2 separate regions of the Rattus norvegicus genome follow, and region 2 is linked to region 1. Evidence: chromatin contacts called from public Hi-C data. All regions are on one chromosome and are shown on one strand. The core of a region is the stretch at or near the end of the contact, and the rest is flanking DNA. Distances in the headings are between cores, read along the strand shown.

Evidence for each region. A called contact is a pair of places that touch in the nucleus more often than the background predicts.
Region 2: a Hi-C map of liver shows a contact between it and region 1, with 4 times the contacts expected there. The contact joins two enhancer-like sites. A contact is called at or near these places in 5 of 12 Hi-C or Micro-C datasets (the Rat2 cell line, kidney, liver and 1 more).

What each region holds. Positions count from the first base shown.
Region 1 is chr2:194,542,345-194,545,552 of GRCr8, reverse strand. No RefSeq gene overlaps it. Among named protein-coding and RNA genes, the nearest start is that of Rplp0l1, 66 kb to the left of the region's middle. Within about 2 kb of position 1,717, at least 22 of the 93 cell types and tissues checked have an H3K27ac peak or open chromatin away from gene starts, as enhancers often do. A contact at or near this core is called in liver, where this site is marked.
Region 2 is chr2:194,622,585-194,625,792 of GRCr8, reverse strand. No RefSeq gene overlaps it. Among named protein-coding and RNA genes, the nearest start is that of Rplp0l1, 14 kb to the right of the region's middle. Within about 2 kb of position 1,427, at least 47 of the 93 cell types and tissues checked have an H3K27ac peak or open chromatin away from gene starts, as enhancers often do. A contact at or near this core is called in liver, where this site is marked.

The sequences.
Region 1 (3,208 bases), core at 468-2,967:
CGGGTGCTGGAAACTGATCTCAGGTTCCCCAGAAGAACAGTAGATGTGCCTAGCAGCTGAGCCATCTCTCCAGCCCCGAGTTCCTGTCTTTAAGGATCCCACCTGTTCCACTCCCCTCTAGTACCACCTTATAAATGTCAGGAGAGCAAAGGCTTCCTTCCCAACCTGTGTGGACCTGAGAGATGGGCCGAGGTTGGATCCCACAGGAGGAAGGGATGGAGATGGAGCTGTCGTTCTCCTGCATGTCAGAACTGGTCCTCTTGGTGCTGTTGGACTTCTGGCAACCCACCAACCGGAAGTGCAGAACAGGTAATCCCATAGCGTCTTTCACGTCTAATCTCCCAGAAAACACTAGAAGTTTTTGAAAGCTGTTAAGCATTATTAAAAGAGGAAAACCCACAGGCCCAGCATACACTGTGTTAATTTAAGGTTCATGACTCCATTACCCAGGACCTGTAGACAGAAAGAAGGCAGATCTAAGACACAGAAGAGTATCTTTTTAATGCCAGGTCATTGGGCTATGGAGTGTGCCAAATTATCTTGTAAATGGTAACATCAAGTATGCAACAGGGCAAGCCACCCCAGAGGTCACAGGAGAGGAAGATCCCAGGTCAGTAATACGCTCTACTATGTCCACTTAACACCTAGCGCAAGAAGAAAGGAAAGGAAGGGCCACTTCCTTAGGTGGGGTTTTAAGTGGGGAGGAGAGGCTACCTCCTCATTCCTGGTGTGTGGAATGCTTGTCTTCCTTCTCTTAGCCTCTCTCAATGATGAGGAACAGTTCAGATGGCCAGCCCTGGGGCAGGTAATTGTATGTGTCAACTTACTTAGGTCACAATATGCAGCTGTTTGATTTTTTATTCTAGATTTTTTTGAGAGGGTATATTAAGGGCAGGATTCATGAAAACCAGTGGAGGTTTGCCTAAAGCAGTTTTCTCTCTGTAATGGAAGTGGGCATCATCCAAGTAGTGGAAGTGAGTCCAAGGACAGTCTATGGCCAGAACACCAAACTCTTCCCAGTATGCCCCCTACCCTGCAGGTTTTAGATTTTACAACCATATGAGCCCCAACCTACACCCTAGCACCCACCAGCTACACCCCACCACCCACTCACTACCTCCACCCCACCTATATCCTACCGCCCACCATCTATCTCTGTACTTTTTTCTTTTGTGAGACAGGGCTGGAACTCATTGTTATAACCCAGGCTGCTCTTGAAGTCACAACAATCCTACTGCCTCAGCCTCCGGAGTGCTAACATTAGGTGTGAGCCACCATAGCCATTTCCTTTGATGCCCATTCCTCCTTACTTCTCCCTAAGTATCAGGATGACTCTGACCCATGCACCCTTTCAGCAGCCAAGGTGTTCAAGAGTCGGGTATTAAATTCAGACAGAGAGGGTGGGTACCCACTCTTTCATTGATACGTGACAGCAATGGGAACTCCTACCCAGGGACTCTTCCCTGGAGACCTAGGCACAGATGTCAGCTAAAATGAGACCAGAAGAGTTATCTGTCAGGCGGCTGGTTCAGAGAAACGTCCCTGGCAAATACGACAAATGTAATTTTTTGTTTTTCTTTTTAAACTTACTTTACATGTGTGTGTCTTGCCTGCCTGCATGTGTGTGTGCCATGTGTGATTCTGGATCCTGCCAAGGTCAGAAGAGAGTGTTGGATCTCCGGGAACTGAAGTTACAGATGGTTGTGAGTCACCATGTGGGAGCTGGGATGCAAACCAGAGTCCTCTGCAAGAGCAACAAGTGCTCTTACCCATGGGACTGTCTCCCATGTCCTATGTTTTCAAACCCACCTCTTTAGGCTAGCTCTTTTCTCTGTTATGTGTCCTGGAGCTTAGAATGAAAAGGAAAAGGAGCAGATAGTGGTTGGTCCTTAGTCCTGTAGTCGCCTAATGTAAGACTCATTTCCATGACTGAGAGGATTTAGGCTCAAAGAGGCTAGGGGGCATCTGGGCTCAGAAACACGTGGGCTACTTTGATTGCTTCCCCTCCACTGGTGCAGCGTATGGGCTGTCCCTCTACCCCCACACTGATGCTCTTAGCCCACGCTCCCATCGCCTGATTCCCCATCTCTCTCCCTTGCTGCCTGTGGTTTATTTGAGGTCAAGGCTGGGTTTGACTCACACCCTGGCACAGTAGTCAGCATTCAAGAAAATATTTGTGGAATGAGTAAATCGATGACCAGCACCCAGCCAACCTGGAATGAGAGAAAAGGCAGATCAGAGAGCTGAGAGCCTCCGGCAGAGTCAAAGCCAACTGTGGGGCAGTCAGCAAAGGAGGCCACGCAGCTAGTGGGTACTTTCCTGAACTCTCAGGCTTCTGTATGAACTCAGGGCCCGCCTCTATTAGAAGTAAACATTTTTAACTCCTCCACAGAGAGGCAGACAATCTTATTAAACACCCACATGTCAGATTTCAAATATTTACACATTATCTTGCCATGGAACATGTTTTCCACCAGCAGAACTAGTGAGACTCCATTCTAGTATGCACACCGTTGCCAGACCGAGCTCTCCAAAACCTGTGCACAAGCTGCTTGCTAGCACAGTGTCTGTCGACTTGCTGCTCGCGGCCACCGTGTTTCCGAGACTCTGATAGAAGCCCCTGGCCTTCTTTATAGATTTGCATGTGATTATAGGGGCAAGGGATTTTGCACATGCCCCACCCCCACCTCTGGCACGGTTCCTCTGTACCTCAGATAAACTATTCCCCTAGTTCCCTCTCCTCCCTCCCTTTCCGTTCTTTCCTTCCTGGCCCTGGGCAACCCTTTCCCCCACTCCTTTCCTGACTCTGCTCTTTTTCCCACACCTCAGACACACCTTGTGTATTCCCACCTTTGAACTTGAGAGTTGAGGTACTGAAGATCCTTTAAGGTGCCCTGGGGACAGGAGCAGGGTTCTCACAGCCCACGCACAGCCAGGGCAATAAAAGTTGAGGGAACAGCCACAACACGTTCTGCAGCACAGAGGCAGCCCCGCCCACCAGGAGCTCTGGGCAGCCACTGAGGCTTCTGACTTAATACTATGTCTTCACCTTACTCCCTAGGCCCTTCATGGCTCAGACTTCCACAAAGATTTGGTCCTAGGAGAGTGTTCATTATTTCTACCTATTTGCTTAATTACAACAACAACAACAACAACAACAACAACAACAACGACCCTCCCCACCCCCCAGGGTCTGGGATCGTGGCAT
Region 2 (3,208 bases), core at 178-2,677, 81 kb before region 1:
ACGTTGTAATAGGATTTGAGATGGGCTATTTCTGATACTGCCAGCATTTTCCTCTTTCTGACAAGGATTGCTTGAGATATCAGGGTCTTTTGTCCTTGTAGCTAAACTGCTGACCTACCAAAAGAGTAAGAACAAAACTCTGAAAACGAAATCTCTTTCTCTCTTCTCTCTCTCGCTTGCTCGCTTGCTCATTTTGTTTGCTTGGTTACTTGCTTCCTTACCAAAAAACCAAAACAACAAAGAAAGCAAAACTAAACCTTTCTCAGTTCGGGAGCCCGTCCCCTTTTCTTTATATTGGATATTCCCTATTTTCTGGGTCCCTTTAGCTTAGAATTTCTTCAGAATAAAATAACTTGGAGCTCATTTTAAGCAATCATCTTCGTATGTCCATCCAGCTACTTGTTAACAATTAGTCCAGGGTGTGTGTTCATGCCCGGGCCGGGCAGCTGATTCAAAAAGCTCTGCCGAACCCCGGCTCTCCTGAGAAGGGGCCGCCGCACAGCAAAACTCTACACAAGTTAGTGGAACCTGACTAACTTGCAGTAGGGGACGAAGAGGTTGGAGTCTGAGATGCAAGGTGAACTGCAGTTTTCTCCTTACGTGTGCTCTTCGGATCCAGATATTAGAATGTAAAGGCAGTTACAAGATCACTGTAATTCTAAGTCGTGGAGAAATCCTGTCTTTTTAAGAGGCCTCATCATTCAACCCTTGAATATCCCATCAGCAATAGCAAAAGAGCAGGCGAAAAAACCGTTGAGGTTCTTTCAAAAGGTGCTTTTTTGTTCCAAGGCATCTCTTTTTTTCCTATGTGGAGGCTAATTTTAAGAGTCTGCTACACAACGGTTTGAACGAGAACTGGCCTCCAGGTGGCGCTTCAGCACAGAGAAAGGAGGCAGAGGGCGCTACCCAGGCCACCATTGCTCAGGGATGCCCTTACATAAGGGGATTCACGGGAAATCCGGCTTCTTTGGTTGCACAATGGAGGAGAGGCCTGGCCTTTGTCATGGCTCAGACTCTAACTCAAAATCTTTCCGGGGCGGTGCAGGGCTCGAAAGTTCTAGGCCTCTGCCAGGATGAAGTCCAGGGCAGCTTGGCCTGAGGGAGAGGCCAGAGCTCCAGGCTTTGTCCTCGGAGGCTGGACTCCATGCTCTGGGCTCCCAGCCCAGGATGAGATCGCATCTTGGCCCTCAGAGGTCTCAAGACAATACGTTCTGATCCAAGGCTGTAGAGCCCTCTTCTTTGCTTCTCCCTCTCCTTCATCCCCTCCTCCTCTCTCCACACCCCATTCTCACCTTATGCTTTTTACAAATCAATTTCCCAGTGTGATCTCATTTGCAGCTCCTACTCCCAGGGTGGAGGGGCAGGTTGGGGCCATCCCTGTACTCTAAGCCTTGAGAAGGTCCCTTCCGGTGCCTGTCACCACTAGCAAATACTGAGCAGCTTGGGCAAACATTGAATTCAACTTGGTGGTTTGAGAGCTTGGCACTGAGGAGTGCTCGAAACTATTTCCAGCATGAAGAAATATTTACAGATGAGAAGCTGGTTGGAGGAACAGTGGGTTCGCAGACTGTTATTCTAGAGGTCAGGGCCTCAGATACTAGAACCACCCACAAGGCTGCACGAGGCACTAGTTACAGCAGTTGCAGTTAACTTCTGCAGGCAGACGAACAGCGTGCAGAAACCTGTTTTGGTGCCTGGCAGACACCATAAACCATCTCCAGGTTAGGCCCTGAAGTACCTGTCTATAAGGGGACATGTGACAATATGGACAAAACCGAATGAGTGGTGGTTGAGGTCTCGTTTTAAGCACGGGGTAGAGAGGGTCAATGACTCTACTTATCAAAAGCCTTCTGTCACACTGAGAATGCCCTGGAGTGGGAGTGTCCTTGTAGCTATTACCTATCCTGGTCTCATTGGATCACAGGCCCGCTCTTTCTTTGGGTTTTGTTTGAATGTGCACGTTTCAGGCTTTTTGGGACTTAGGCAGACTAACTGGGTTCCAGCCCCAGCTCTGTCTTTCACTTGCTGGCTGGTGTTGCAGGGGTCATTTTGCCTCTTTATGCCTGCTTCTCATCTGTTTGAGTGGTGATATGATAATAAGTATATTAACTAAAATTTCAGGAGCTAACACACAGAAAAATGTATGTGTGCATGTGTGTGTTCATGTTTGCGTGCACTCACACATGCTTTACCACTGAGTCCCCTGCCCCATGCCTCAGCTGTCTTTCCGTAGTTATCTGGTACTTGAGAACTGGTTCGACTCACCCAGGGGTGGGGTGGGGGCCTCATCAAAATTGTGTAAGATTTCCTCAGATCAGCTGCCAGACTCCCGCCTTTCTCCCATTCAGTTACAACGTTCTCGTGGTCTAAGTGGGAAAGGAAGCCACTAGAAACAGACTGGTTTTGTGTTGTTTTTCTGACAGAGGCACTGACATCTTCATCTTCAGCCTCTCCAGGGGTCCAGCTGGAGTTCAAAGGCTCTCTTCTCAGTACTCAGGCTCACTTGTTCAGTGCAAACTCACTGCAGACAGGAAGGAAGGGACCTTTCAGATGATCCCACTAATTAGTGCAGAATAGTTTATCTGGACAAGATCCTGTGGGATGCAAAGCTATCCCCTAAGTCTTCTGACCAAGCATGGAAATCACCAAGGAAATGTGATCAGCTTGAAAGAAAGGGGGTGGGTAGAGAGAAGAAACCATGGCTGCTTGCTATCAGCCAGAAGCATCGTTTCCGATGGCTTAGGGTTCCGTTGCTCAGGCCAGGTGGAAAACCTTGCCACTGCTCTGGGTCTCCAGTTGCCTGCCCAGGAGTCATGTTCTGTGGGGGAGTTCATTGTCTGCTTCATAGCCTCCTAGGTACTGTTCTTTATGGCTCAAGACCAGCCGGCTCGCTGGGCCTTCGTGTAGAGTGTAGGCCTGAATAGGAGAAAAGCACGGCTGGGGAGAGCAGTCTTCAGAATGCGCACCTCCCCCCACCCCCACCCCGTCCTGGCTTTTATAGCTCAAGTTGGTGGGGAACTTACTGTATAGCTGAAGATGACCTTGAACTGATCTTCCCGCCTTCACCTCCCAGTACAGAGATCCCAGCTGTGTACTCACCACTCTTGTTTTATGTGGTGCTGAGGACTGAACCCAGGATGTTGTGCGTGCTAGGCAAGCACTCTTACCAACTAAGCCACATTTTCAGACCTTCGGGGGTAGGCTCTTC